Regions from separate parts of the Arabidopsis thaliana genome. Here region 2 is linked to region 1. The links are chromatin contacts, called in public targeted proximity ligation maps. All regions are on one chromosome and are shown on one strand. The core of a region is the stretch at or near the end of the contact, and the rest is flanking DNA. Distances in the headings are between cores, read along the strand shown.

Region 1 (6,204 bases), core at 1,086-3,585:
AAATGACCATCTCAGTTACACACTTTTTAGCATGCTCCAGACCAGCTGCACATCAATAACTTATGATGAGAAACTCCAGGTGCAACAGGGATAATAATATACACTGCACTGAAACATCTTACTGTACCAATATCATCCCAGCGGACATTGGGGTCTCGATCCATAATCTCGTTGCTGACATGCTCTATAAGACGAGGTTCCAAATTTCTCAACTTCTCGGGAAGCTCACCATCAGGACCACAGAGCATCTCCAAACTAGAACAGGATAGTAAGTAAATGGGCATGCATGTTATCTCATAATATAAAATTAATCTTTTCAGGCTTACAGGCGTAGAAGGCTACTGGATAATTAGAAACTTATGTGAAGTAGCATTCTAAATAAGAACGAGGGCCTAACTGGCTAACCACCAGATGAGTGTAGACGCTTAAATTGCTAGTCCTATTGACATGCATATACTATTTTTTATTTACTTTTCATAGTGTTTCAATGTGAAATAAATTCAAAAAATGTTTAATATAGAAACTTAGTTAGAGAAGGGCAGAGACAGGCATAGCCTATCTAGGTGAAAATCAAGAAATATTGACAAGAAAAACAGATTACATAAGCTTATTTATTGTCGAAGGTGAGGATATAAAAAGGGTGCATGTGCTTTCCAGTTTGCTAAGGATCTTGAATCAAAATAAGAAATTACGCAACTAACCATGTTCTGGTTGAGTCATCCAGTGCATCGTCAGTCTTTCCACCAATACGAGACGTCAAGTTTCCAACATTATTCCCATTAGTTTTAACAGGAGGGACAAAATTACTACGGTATCCACGTCTTAATCCACCCGACCTTGAACCATAGCCCCTACCTAAAGCATTTTTGTCACTCTGTGGAGAAAGACATGAACTTGGTGACTCAGTTGATCCTCGTTTTTGTCTTACATCCATTTCCTAAAGCAACAGATATAGTAGTCAACATTAGCAAAGGGTAATAAAGCACAGTTCGAAAGAAAAGACTCTGCAAAGTCAAGATGACTCTAAGAGAAGTAATTGTCATGAATAAATCTACCAGTTTTATTTTGGCGGATACAAATCCATTAGGAGCTCCATCTTCCTTTACTTCCCCATCATTTGCAAGGCTACTGGTTTCTGCATGAGGTCGCTTTGTTCCAAAACCAAATCCATGACTTCTCTCAACAATGACACATTCATCAGAGGCACGGTCTTGATTGTTCACTGAAGTTTTGCGCTGATTATCTGGTTTACCAATACTGTTTCCATACAATGATGTCAGTTTGGCTTGCATCATTGACTTTGGTGCTTTGGGAATCAACTTATCCGTATCATGCCGTTCTTCCTGAAACAAGAAAACATCTATGAAATCATAGTAGAAACAGGAAGCAAGACATATAACATGGCTGTGTTTCCAAAACTCATCACCAATACTAAGATCATTGAAGAAATGAAGCAGTTTACAAGAGCATTACCATCTCTTTAACACCCTTTCCGTTAGATTGACTGACATGAAAACCAAAGTACTTAGACTGCTTAATCTTTTCCACATCAAATCCACCTTTGCTGCCAAAAATTGCCCCTGGAGCTGTATTTGCAAGCTCAAACGCCTTCCTGGATACAACAAGAAGCACACCATAAAAGGGTACTCTAAAAATCTCAAGTGTAGCTAATATTGACGATAATTCAAAAAGATCTTTAGATTTCAGCTAGTAACTAAGTGAACGAAGTCCAAAGATTAGAGAATATCACTCAGTTATACATTTCCCTGATTCCAATACCCAACAATTCAAGCCACACTCATAAGACTCTACTAAGCTAAGCAAGTAAAATTCGAACCCTCTCTTCTTCGAAATTAAACAGGCTCAAAGGGGAAAAGCTCAGGTACCGATCCGAATCTGAAACGAGGCCTTCCAAAGCTAAATCAATCTTAGAGGCAACTTCACGACGAATGGGACCAATGAAATCACGATCGGCGTCAGTGACAGAACGAGAATCGAGGAAACCTAGAAGACGAAGCCCAAGGATCTGAGCAGAAGAGAAATCAGATTTCTCCAGGAATTTGTCGGCGCCGAAGAGCAGCGATTGGAGACGCTTCAAGTTCTCATCCACTTCCTTTCTCCAACACGGCGTCTCCGTTTCTCCTTCCTCCTTCACATTCAGAAACTCCGGTGGTGGTCTCAGTAACGGAGAAGAAAACGGCGACGAACGCTTTCCCGCCATTATCCTCTCTTCCTCTTTCCCCAAATGCCCAAAACCCCAGAAATGAAATTCAAATTCGCGCTCAGAATCTGAAACCACCGACCCACACATTCCTTTACTCTCTCACCAGCTTGACGCGTAGAACGTCATGCAGTGTAATAGTGTAGATAGAAACGGCGTGTAGTTTCCTTAGAAATCAGTTGCTTATCGGGCCCAGTTTCTTCATGGGCAATAGTAAGCCCGTTATTGTCTGTATTTTGGGTTTTACTGTGTTTCGGATATGCTTCCTCTAAACTTTCGTCTTTATTTTTTATATTTTTACATAGAGAATATTAGGCACTTAAAAATCATTAGGCACTTTGACTAATTGCAATTACTTGTTTACCCTCAAATCGTCGGTTATATATAACCAAACAAATCAAACCCATTTTCATTAAACCAATTCCGGTTACGAAACCCACGATTTTGATTTTGCAGTTACCATAATCTCTTGTTTTATTTTTTCCGGAACTGTAAAAAAAAACAAATCCAGAAAAAACCTAAACTACAGTTTCAGAAAAGGTGACTCCGACGACGGGATATCAATCTCCTCCGTTACTGTCTACCACCACTACGGTTTACACTACTTTCTTTCTTCTTCTCTCCACCGTAAAACTCCAATAATCGATTTCGTAATCTCAACCACTTTATACCCTTGTGACTTCGGCGAGGGGATATCAATCTCCTCTTTAATGGATTTGGATTTCGTTACTCTAATTCAACTTCAATTGAGTAGATTTCGAGAAAAAGTTCTTGAATTACTAAGGTAAAGTTATGTGATGTTGGGTTCTATATTCTTTGGTTTATCCAATTTGATATGGCGTCCGCAAATATTCCTCGATTCGAATCTTCGGCGATCATAAATCTTGCACTGAATACTATGGAAGAGAAGCTACCAAGATCGCTCAAGAATCTCGACTTGAATACGAACCTTGTACCAAAGATTAAGATTCTTCTTTCAGCTTATCTATCTTCCTCACGTAAGTCTCACTTTCAACAATTTTTTTTCTCGAGCTGGGCTAAATTTGGTGTTAAGCATGGCTGGTGATATTTAGGAGTTGGAATTTGACAAAGTTTTCTACTAGTTTGCTTCAATCGCTGGAATGTCTCCATTGAAATCGAAACCTCCATCTCTTGTGAGATTATGTTATTAGGAAACATTTAGAGGAAATGATTCCTTGTTTAGCTGAAATCTATGTTATATTTCCATAAAGCGACGTTTATGTGAACAAATTTATGTGGACTTGTTATCATGGATATGTTATGGACAAATTAGTATTTGAAATTGTAATTGACGGTTGTGTAACGGATTGTGTTATGGACTCACCATTCTCGTAACATGATTAAAGATAATGAAACGAGATTGACTATTGATAATTGTGTGTTTATTAAACTTTCGCACCGGTGAAGAGATTAGTCCCTTGAACTTGTGATTGTTTATGTTATATCTTGAGATGTTTGGTATTTAAAATCAAACTTTGACTTGTATTTAAAACTTAAAATCCAATCGAGAAGATCTAGCAGTGTTAAATGAACAGAGCTTTGTGGACAACGATATTTGGACACGTTTCTTTTTACCTTCCTCTCGTACTTTACTTGAACTTGTCTCTAAGTTTGCTGTCAAATTATATGGCTTTTTGAGTATTTAACGTCTCGTCAATGCCAAAGTATTCATATCAAATGAACCATTTCAAGTGTATGATCCAATATAGATTAATTGAACACCAAAAAATTCATTATATGCTTCTATTTCCAATGTTGTGGTATCCATTTTGTATTGTCCATATGAACAATGTACTTTTGCAGGTTCGGTGACCATTTTTGTATGTTGGTTTCCTCTTTTGTACCCAAAATAGTTTCCATCGACTATTAACTCAAAAAACTATTTTTTCAATCTCTTTTTTTCAATAATTTTGGGTTTTGGTTATCCTTATAAATCATAACTATTCTTCAATTTGTAATTGATCCGTACAAGTATAACTATATATGGTCAACACGAAATGGTCGCTTGTGGATGGCTACTTGTAAAGTGTTAGAGTATACTTTGAGACCTGAGATGCACATCAAGAAACTTGGTTACATATCATTGTTACTTAACTGTCTATACACATGTGGATAAATGGTCATAATGGATAATGTACTTTGGATTGACGTTTATTGTTCCTCGTATAAACTTATGTATTAGTATGAAACTACCATGTGAGTTATTAGATGACCATATGGACTAGACTGCTTGGATAGTTTCTTGTTCATGTATAAACTTATGTATTAGTATGAAACTACCATGTGAGTCACTAGATAACCATATGGACTGGACTTCTTGGACATTCATTAATGGACAAGTATGTCTTTGATTTGCTGCGAATGTGTTTATAGCTCGATAAAATTAACACTTTTTTGTTTGCTCATTCAACATTAACATTGGAGTCCAACTCGATCAAATTCTTAGCACCATCATAAAGCTCAATGTTTATACCAGACAAGATCAACATAAGCCACATTGAGTTTAGCTTTGTTCACTCAATTTTTTTTTTGCCGTCTGGTATAATATTAATTGAAAAGTCAAAACAGAGTATAGAGCATACATCCATAAAAAAACAGAGCATGAAAACTCCAAACAATAACCAAAGGTAAAGAAAAAAAAAATCCAAAGGTAAAGAAAAGAAAATTTCACAAAGTCATCATCGCTTGTCTTCTTCAATTCTGGAAAGTAACCATCCAGGGCCTCCTCTAGCTAAATAAGATCTGAAACGACCATCCCTTGTCACACTTATAGCAATGTCCCTTGCTATTGAATTCGCCTTTGAGGATGAAACCTTGAAAATGACTCGAAAAAACCTGGGAATGAGTGAATTAAGTAAAACAAAAGGACTAAATCATAGAAATTCTAATGTCATATATCTAACATCTTCTAAGATGCCTCTCTTTTCTATACGAACTGGCCGCAATGGGATCAACATCACACTGATATCATCAAACGAGCCTCGTGAAGCCGAGAGATCAACAAGCTTCTTACAAGCTGCTAACAACAATGGCTTCTCGGTTCGTAAGCAGAAGGGACGAGCAATGTCTACTGCTTCTTGGTTACTCACCTTATCCCATAAACCATGTGATGCCAAGATTAAGAACTCATGGTCATGCTCAACTCTCGAGATCTTTGTCTCTGGTTCAGCTATAACCCATTTCTTAAGTTGAGCATCTCCGATTCCTCTTGGCACAACTAAGGATCCCTGGATTCTCCACAACGTGAAACATATCAACATATCCTCCCGTGGTTTCAATTCTTTTCCGTTCATCATCTCTAGACGGACAATGATCAGAAAATAAAACTTTAGCTACACCTCCTACACTCATAACAGCACGACAGTCACCGGCGTTTGACACAACAAGGCTCCCTTCGCTAACCAAAGCCGTGACACAGGATGAACCACCCTTAAAACCTTCCTCCTTAAGAAACGTTGTGTCTGTAGTCAAGTAACTACGTTTCCACCGCTTCAGCTATCTCCAACTCGTGTCTTTTACCAACTACTTCTTCTACAATGTTCTTATCTAAGTTCTTAGCTGGACACTCAGCCGCTTTAACTCCTCCATGACCAACATAGACTCCAAATATTGCCTGCAAATTATCACAAAGCAAAACAACGTTTAGAATACACAATACATAAAGATTCATCAATAACTACACAATTGTATCAAATGATTCTGTAAAACTTCTAATTCTATTCATAATTTCAATTTTCCCCAAACAACATCATGAAGAATCCTAATTTTAGATAGCTTATTAATCCAATCAATGTAGATCTCACATGATAAACCCTAATTTGAGCTGTAATTGCTAATCAATTGAATCAAAATCTCCAATTCGATTCAATTCTAAACCTAAATTGAAAAATGAATTTGAAATTTGAAATTACCTGTTTACGATCTCCATGAAGATTGGTGATAGTGGAGAACCGATCCTCCAT
Region 2 (6,204 bases), core at 2,337-4,836, 50 kb after region 1:
TGTATCACCCACACAAACAAATGGAAATCCAAACCTCATAATTCGAAACACACAGAAACCAATAAAGAAGAACACTCGTAATACCTATTATTCAATGAACACCTTAAACATTCATCTCTTTGTCTCTTTGAATCTATCAGTTTTTCTTCCCCCAAAATCCAGCCATAAAAGTTCCATGTATCCGATTTCCAAACTCCAATTTAAGATTAGAAAAAATTGCAGATTGAAGGCCTAATCGACCAGCCTTTGAAAATCCTCTTTCAAGATCTAATGTTACTAACCTCATGTGAAGCTTCGTCAACAATAACAATTAAATTTGATTTAGAATGAATTGATTTAAAGCCTATCTAAAATTAGAATCCGTGGGTTCCCTAATCATTATCTCCATAGGGTTTAGATTTCCTTGCATGAACAATCTTTTAATTAAATCTATCGGATTCATCGAAGGAGGTTGGTGAAGAAAATGTTGTGTGCGTTGTTGGAGGCGAAGAAACGATCTGATTTCGATGGAGTGTTTTGTTGTTGGTCGGAAAAATCACTGTGATGATTTTGATGGAGTGTTGATGACAGTGAGAAGTAGAAGGTTGTTGCCCAGAAAAATCAATCGCACGATGGAGAAGACGAAATGGATTTTCATTAATAGAATTGAGGACAGTATTGTCATTTCACAAATCTAAATGTTCCTAAGCTTATAAACCCAAATGAATTATGTCTCTTTTCTAGTTTATGGGCCAAAATGTACCTATATTTATAAAAACCCCATAGTTAGATAATATGATACAAAGTCTAGAAAAAAAAATCAAAATCTAATAACAATAACAAATGGAATCTTTAGAGAATACAATGATGGCATGGGTTATGTGTTTTTCGGTTCAATAGTCCAAGACAATACACAATGATCCAAAGAATGGACTCAAAAAACAAGAAAAAAGAAGAAGAGAAATAGTAAAAGTGGAAGTTGTGTGATATGTGATGTGTGATACCGCTTGTAATGGTTCGCAAAACAATTTGTTATAGTCATCGAGGTATCTAATTTTGTTTGGCTAAACAAAGCTGTTTTAGATTGTGCCCGATTTTCATTCTTTATGTACAACAACTACCTTAGTTTGACTAAGATAACAACAACCCTAACACATGTTTGGGCTCATCTCCACTTATGGCTCAGTGACTAACTAATACCAAAACGCAATTCATAAGTGGCCTTAACTCCAATAGCTTTCTTGAGTGTGACAAATAAACACAACTCTTCGTTGACTTCTCACTCTTCTTCCTTCAATCACGAGCCTTTGCTTCTTGTTCTCATTGAAGATTTCTCTTTGAAGAACTAATCAAAAGTTCAGATTCAACAGTTTGTCTAAAAAAAAATGATTTTTCTATATTAAAAAGTACACACTAAGACTCAAAACTTCAACTTGGTTCTCCACATTTCTCCAATAACTTTCCCAGGCTGTGGATTATCTGGTCCTCTATCCCTCTGTCCCGACGTGAAGTACAAATAACCGTTCCAGAATCCGGCCATCGCTGTTTTGACACGGTATGGTAACCGTCCAATCACAGACCAAGTCTGCAAAATATTTCATATTCAGTTTAAGAAACAAAAGAACAGAACTATGATTGAGATGATGCTGATATCATAGTAATACTGACCAACGTATCTAACTGAAACCGGAATATCTCTCCAACAAGAACAAGCCTTTTCGTCACTGGATGCCAATCTGTGGTACCACCAACGATAACAATTGAGTTATTGACAATGATCCACGCAGATTCAATGTGGGAATTGTTTTTTGGCATTGGTGGCAACATTTTCCACTTCATCTCCTCGTCCATCATGTACACCTCACCATTAAAGATCTGAAATGCGACCAAACATTAGAAACTAGAGGCGTTTTTTTTTTTTTTTCAGTTTTGACTAAAGAGGAAGGTAAACCTCGCGTCTACGTGAGCACTTGAAGATGGGTGAGTTAGGTTTGGCCATGAAGTCACCTTCTTGGCCACCGATTACAAGTAGTTTATCGTTAGCAACTACACAAGCCCTACACACCGTAAAACCGCAATGTTAGCACCCTAAGGGACTCAAAACAAAAGGCAAAACAGGCAGTGACTAAAGACAATATAAAACCTGTGTGGTCCACCTCGAGGAATAGGGACCTCTTCCCGCCATTCGTCGAGTGCTTTGCCATCTTTTACAGCTATGCTCCAATGGTCAAAAGCAACGGCATTGCGATTCTCTTTGCTTCCACCCATCACATGAAGCCTCCCTCTCCATATCTGAGTCGCAGGAGCATACCTGAGTCCAACAAAACAGAGCTCGGCAATCGCAGTCCACTATACTTTAACATGATATATCTTCTGACTTAAAGTCTTTACCTTGGAGCTGGTAGTGAAGGAAATTCGAGCCAAGTCTTTGTGAATGAGTCTAAAACAAAGGAACGAGAAGTAGGTCCTCTACATTGTGGACCAAGCTGCCCTGAAACCACATATACATACCGTCCATCCGTCACAATCCCGAGGTGCGAATTCGCCATTTCTTTAGGAGTGTGGAATCTGTCACACCACTTATTGTCTGTGAAATTGAACACATCCACATGAGAATGAACCTGAGGCAAAATAATCAAGTGATCATTAACACCATTTTTAAAACTAATCAAGTGATGATCATTCTCAAGTTCCTTACATAGTCGAGACTGCCGTAACCGGAGAAGACATACAAAAGGTTATTGATTTGAACTGAGTATCCATCAAGACGAGGAACTGGAGCTGATTCCATTTCCTCCCATTTTAACTCCGGCGCCGGTATATCGGCAAATATTGCCGATAAGAATCGGACATGATCTTTTGTATCATTCGATTGTTTGCTTCTCTGCAAGCAAACACAAAATGGTGAAACTTAGAATGAAATTCACAAATAGCTAAAACCCTAAAAGCACAATCAATTGAAACGTAGAAAGGAAGATAAAGCAAAAAGTAAGAATAGCTGATAAACCCTACAAACTAAGAATATGATCAATTGAAAAGATTAGGCAAAGGGACCTTTTGAACAATTTTGGAATCGATGATCGGAATCTGTATCTCCGGCCGGTTAACGGGAACCCAGATTGAAAAAACAGCGGATACTGAGGGAATTGAAGAAGAGAGACAAAGAAAAGCTGCGATGAATCCAATCCCAAGAACACTGGTGAAGTACAACACAAGCATCAATCTCCTTGAAGATTGGTGATGATGATGATGATGATCAGGTTTATTCGCCATTTGTGTTTATGCAGAGCTATTGAAAGAGACATCTCATTCATATAGACCGCAACGAGAAACAGTGATGATTTGATTTCACGTCGCTGAAGAATCTCTCATTACCGAAAAAATATGTGCGCCGGTGGTTTTTCCCCAACCAGAAATCACGCCGGTGGTTTCCAATTTTGTATTATTATTTTTTTTTTTGGTAATTTCCCCTAATTTGAACCTTCTTAACGAGACAAAAGGTTTGTTTGTAATTATATGGGCTTGATTAAAAACTAAGCCCAATTAAAAATAAAAAAGCCCATGAAAAATAGAATCATATAGTCACTCACGTGTTGACTCTCGAGTCATGTCGGCGATTTCTTTCACTCTCCAGTAAACTTCACCAAGTCTCTTCTGCTGAAATCACGGTAATGCAATTCTCATGAACCTTGATTTTGTTTCTGTTCTTCGCAATTTCTATTGTTGAATCTTTCTGCTAGATCTGAATGATTCTTCAAATCGAAGTACTCTTAGTTTTTTTTTGTTAAATCAAGCTGGAATCTGAAATTTCTTGCAGATCCAATGAAGAAGATCCAAGTTATATAGTGAGACCTCAAACCTTAGCTTGAGCTCTGCTTCTTCTCTCTTTCACTGCATTGAAGATGGGATCTGTATCTTTAAAGATCGGCGATGGAACAGCCAGATTCCGACGAACATCAATTTGTTCATCCGCCGTGAACCTCCTCATGCTCTTCTCCGTCGTCACCACAAATCTCTTCGCCTTATACGCGTTCTCCTCTCATTCCCAAGCAAACTCGCCACTTCTCCACAGCTCCAACAATATCTCACTCGTTTCTCAACATCTCTCTTTGATTCTCCGAGAAATCGATTCGTCTCAACGCAAGCTTGCTCAGATGGAGAAACAGATGCTTGGTTACGAATCTATTGATATCTCTCGACCTAACATTGTTCCTGAGCTCAAATTGTTCCTCCAGCGTCATCAGCTTCCTTTAGGGAAAGATTCGCGTACCGGGATCACTGAAATGGTGTCTTCCGTTGGACATTCTTGTGGGAAATCTACGGATTTGCTTTCTCAGTATATGTCATATAAGGTGTTTGATAGATGTCCTGATGATTGGAGTCTTGGCCAGAAGTTGATTCTTCGTGCTTGTGAGCCGTTGCCGCGGAGACGGTGTTTGGCGAAAACGGTGCAGAAGCAAGATTTGAGTAAGTCTCCTGATTCGTTATGGAGATCTGTTAGTAACAAGAGTGTTAATTGGAGTGGACTTGGTTGCAAGAGTTTTGATTGCTTGAAAGGTAAGAAACTTAGCAAGGAATGTGTTGGTTGTTTCGATTTAGGGGTTGAGAAAGATAGGTTTGTGAAGGTTAAGGGGAAGAATGATTTCTTGATTGATGATGTGTTGGGTTTAGGAAGTGGGAAAATTCGAATCGGGTTCGATATTAGCGGTGGATCAGGGACTTTCGCAGCGAGAATGGCTGAGAAGAACGTGACTGTAATCACTAACACTTTGAATAATGGTGCTCCGTTTAGTGAGTTTATAGCTGCGAGAGGGCTCTTTCCGTTGTTCTTGAGCTTAGACCATAGATTTCCTTTTCTTGACAATGTGTTTGATCTTATTCATGCTTCTAGCGGATTAGATGTTGAGGGTAAAGCGGAGAAGCTAGAGTTCTTGATGTTCGATCTTGATCGGGTTTTGAAACCCCGTGGATTGTTCTGGTTGGATAACTTCTATTGTGCTAATGATGAGAAGAAGAAAGAACTTACACGTATGATTGAGAGGTTTGGGTATAAGAAGCTTAAATGGGTTATTGGAGAGAAGGCTGATGCACAAGTTTATCTCTCAGCTGTTCTGCAAAAGCCAGTGAGAGCTTGATCGGGAATGCAAAAGGAAGTTCGTAATGGTAAGACCGACCATAAGAGTAAAACTCTCTATTTATAGTTACATTTGATCATAGGTTATAAATTTGGAGGTCATTAGGTGATATTTATTCCAGAGAAGAAGAATAAGCAATTATATATTTACCAGGGCAATTGGAGAAAATCATTTGTAAAAGTTTTTCAGTATAATGTGTTGAAATTTTGTCGATTATTATTACTACTTTTCTGTTATAATATCCATATATACCATACAAATAAAAATGAGTACCATTAATTGTGTTTTTGTTATACCTGAAATAAATTCTCCTCATGCAACCAAAGCCAGATGCAAGAAATGCCGAAAATAGACAACAAAATCAGAGTACAAAGTTATTTTTTATTGAGACAAGAGGAAAAACATAACAAATGATATAATCTCAAAATCATGTGTGATTATTATGAGGCGAAAAAAACAAGTTTTCGTGATTATCCTCATAAAACTCTCTAGTAATAATCGAAGGAAAAAGAAGAACGATGAGGTCTTTTCACCTTCAGGTGAGAACTGGTCTCATCAAAGATTTTTATGACACATAAAAATGATGATACGTTATTACCCAGAGAAAGGCTCTTCTCTATTTAACATCCTTTGTTGAAAATACGACTGTGTGTGGCCAGGCCAATGCAAAAGCTTTTCAGCGGCGCTTTAGTTAACCACGTCAAGAACCAGCTTGCGGGACTTGAGAACCGACCATTTTAGTCGCCTGTAGTAAGCAGCTTGGAGAAGAGCGAGAGAGAGTAGGAATATCCATTTGAAACCCATCTGCAAATAGTGAAACCAACATTAACCGCCATGTAAAATGTAACCTCAAAAAAAAGTCAATTCTTTGTATCGGTCTGGAAGCTGAGGTTTGTGTCTGCAAAACGAGTCAAACTGTGTTCACAGCATATCTAAATGTTATTATCTTAGTAGCAGACCAAGAACTAGTAGCACTTCACACTTGGTACAACAATTGGTTCTCTAAGTCAACTTGATCGATCATAAACTAAATCTAGTATTAATTGCATAGTCTAGGGAGAAAATACAATGTTCACCAGCGAACAGAGAA

What was found.
Region 2: a targeted proximity ligation map of shoot shows a contact between it and region 1, with 11 read pairs. A contact is called at or near these places in 3 of 26 Hi-C or Micro-C datasets (leaf, root and seedling) and 1 of 2 datasets of targeted methods (shoot).

Annotation. Positions count from the first base shown.
Region 1 is chr3:10,001,971-10,008,174 of TAIR10.1, forward strand. It overlaps AT3G27120 (P-loop containing nucleoside triphosphate hydrolases superfamily protein), which reads right to left and starts at 2,336. Exons shown (of 13, transcript NM_001338858.1): 1 at 1,887-2,336; 2 at 1,474-1,612; 3 at 1,056-1,343; 4 at 702-937; 5 at 128-255; 6 at 1-45. The coding sequence starts at 2,311. It overlaps AT3G27140 (Protein phosphatase 2C family protein), which reads right to left and starts at 6,204. Exons shown (of 5, transcript NM_113628.2): 1 at 6,154-6,204; 2 at 5,730-5,855; 3 at 5,570-5,671; 4 at 5,146-5,469; 5 at 4,921-5,055. The coding sequence starts at 6,204. The coding sequence ends at 4,921.
Region 2 is chr3:10,050,343-10,056,546 of TAIR10.1, forward strand. AT3G27230 (S-adenosyl-L-methionine-dependent methyltransferases superfamily protein) reads left to right here and starts at 3,587. Exons shown (of 2, transcript NM_113637.5): 1 at 3,587-3,647; 2 at 3,797-5,499. The coding sequence starts at 3,882. The coding sequence ends at 5,114. AT3G27220 (Galactose oxidase/kelch repeat superfamily protein) reads right to left here and starts at 3,419. Exons shown (of 7, transcript NM_113636.4): 1 at 3,034-3,419; 2 at 2,678-2,863; 3 at 2,371-2,600; 4 at 2,123-2,290; 5 at 1,931-2,036; 6 at 1,648-1,854; 7 at 727-1,564. The coding sequence starts at 3,252. The coding sequence ends at 1,400. AT3G27240 (Cytochrome C1 family) reads right to left here. Exons shown (of 8, transcript NM_113638.3): 8 at 5,388-5,918. The coding sequence ends at 5,802.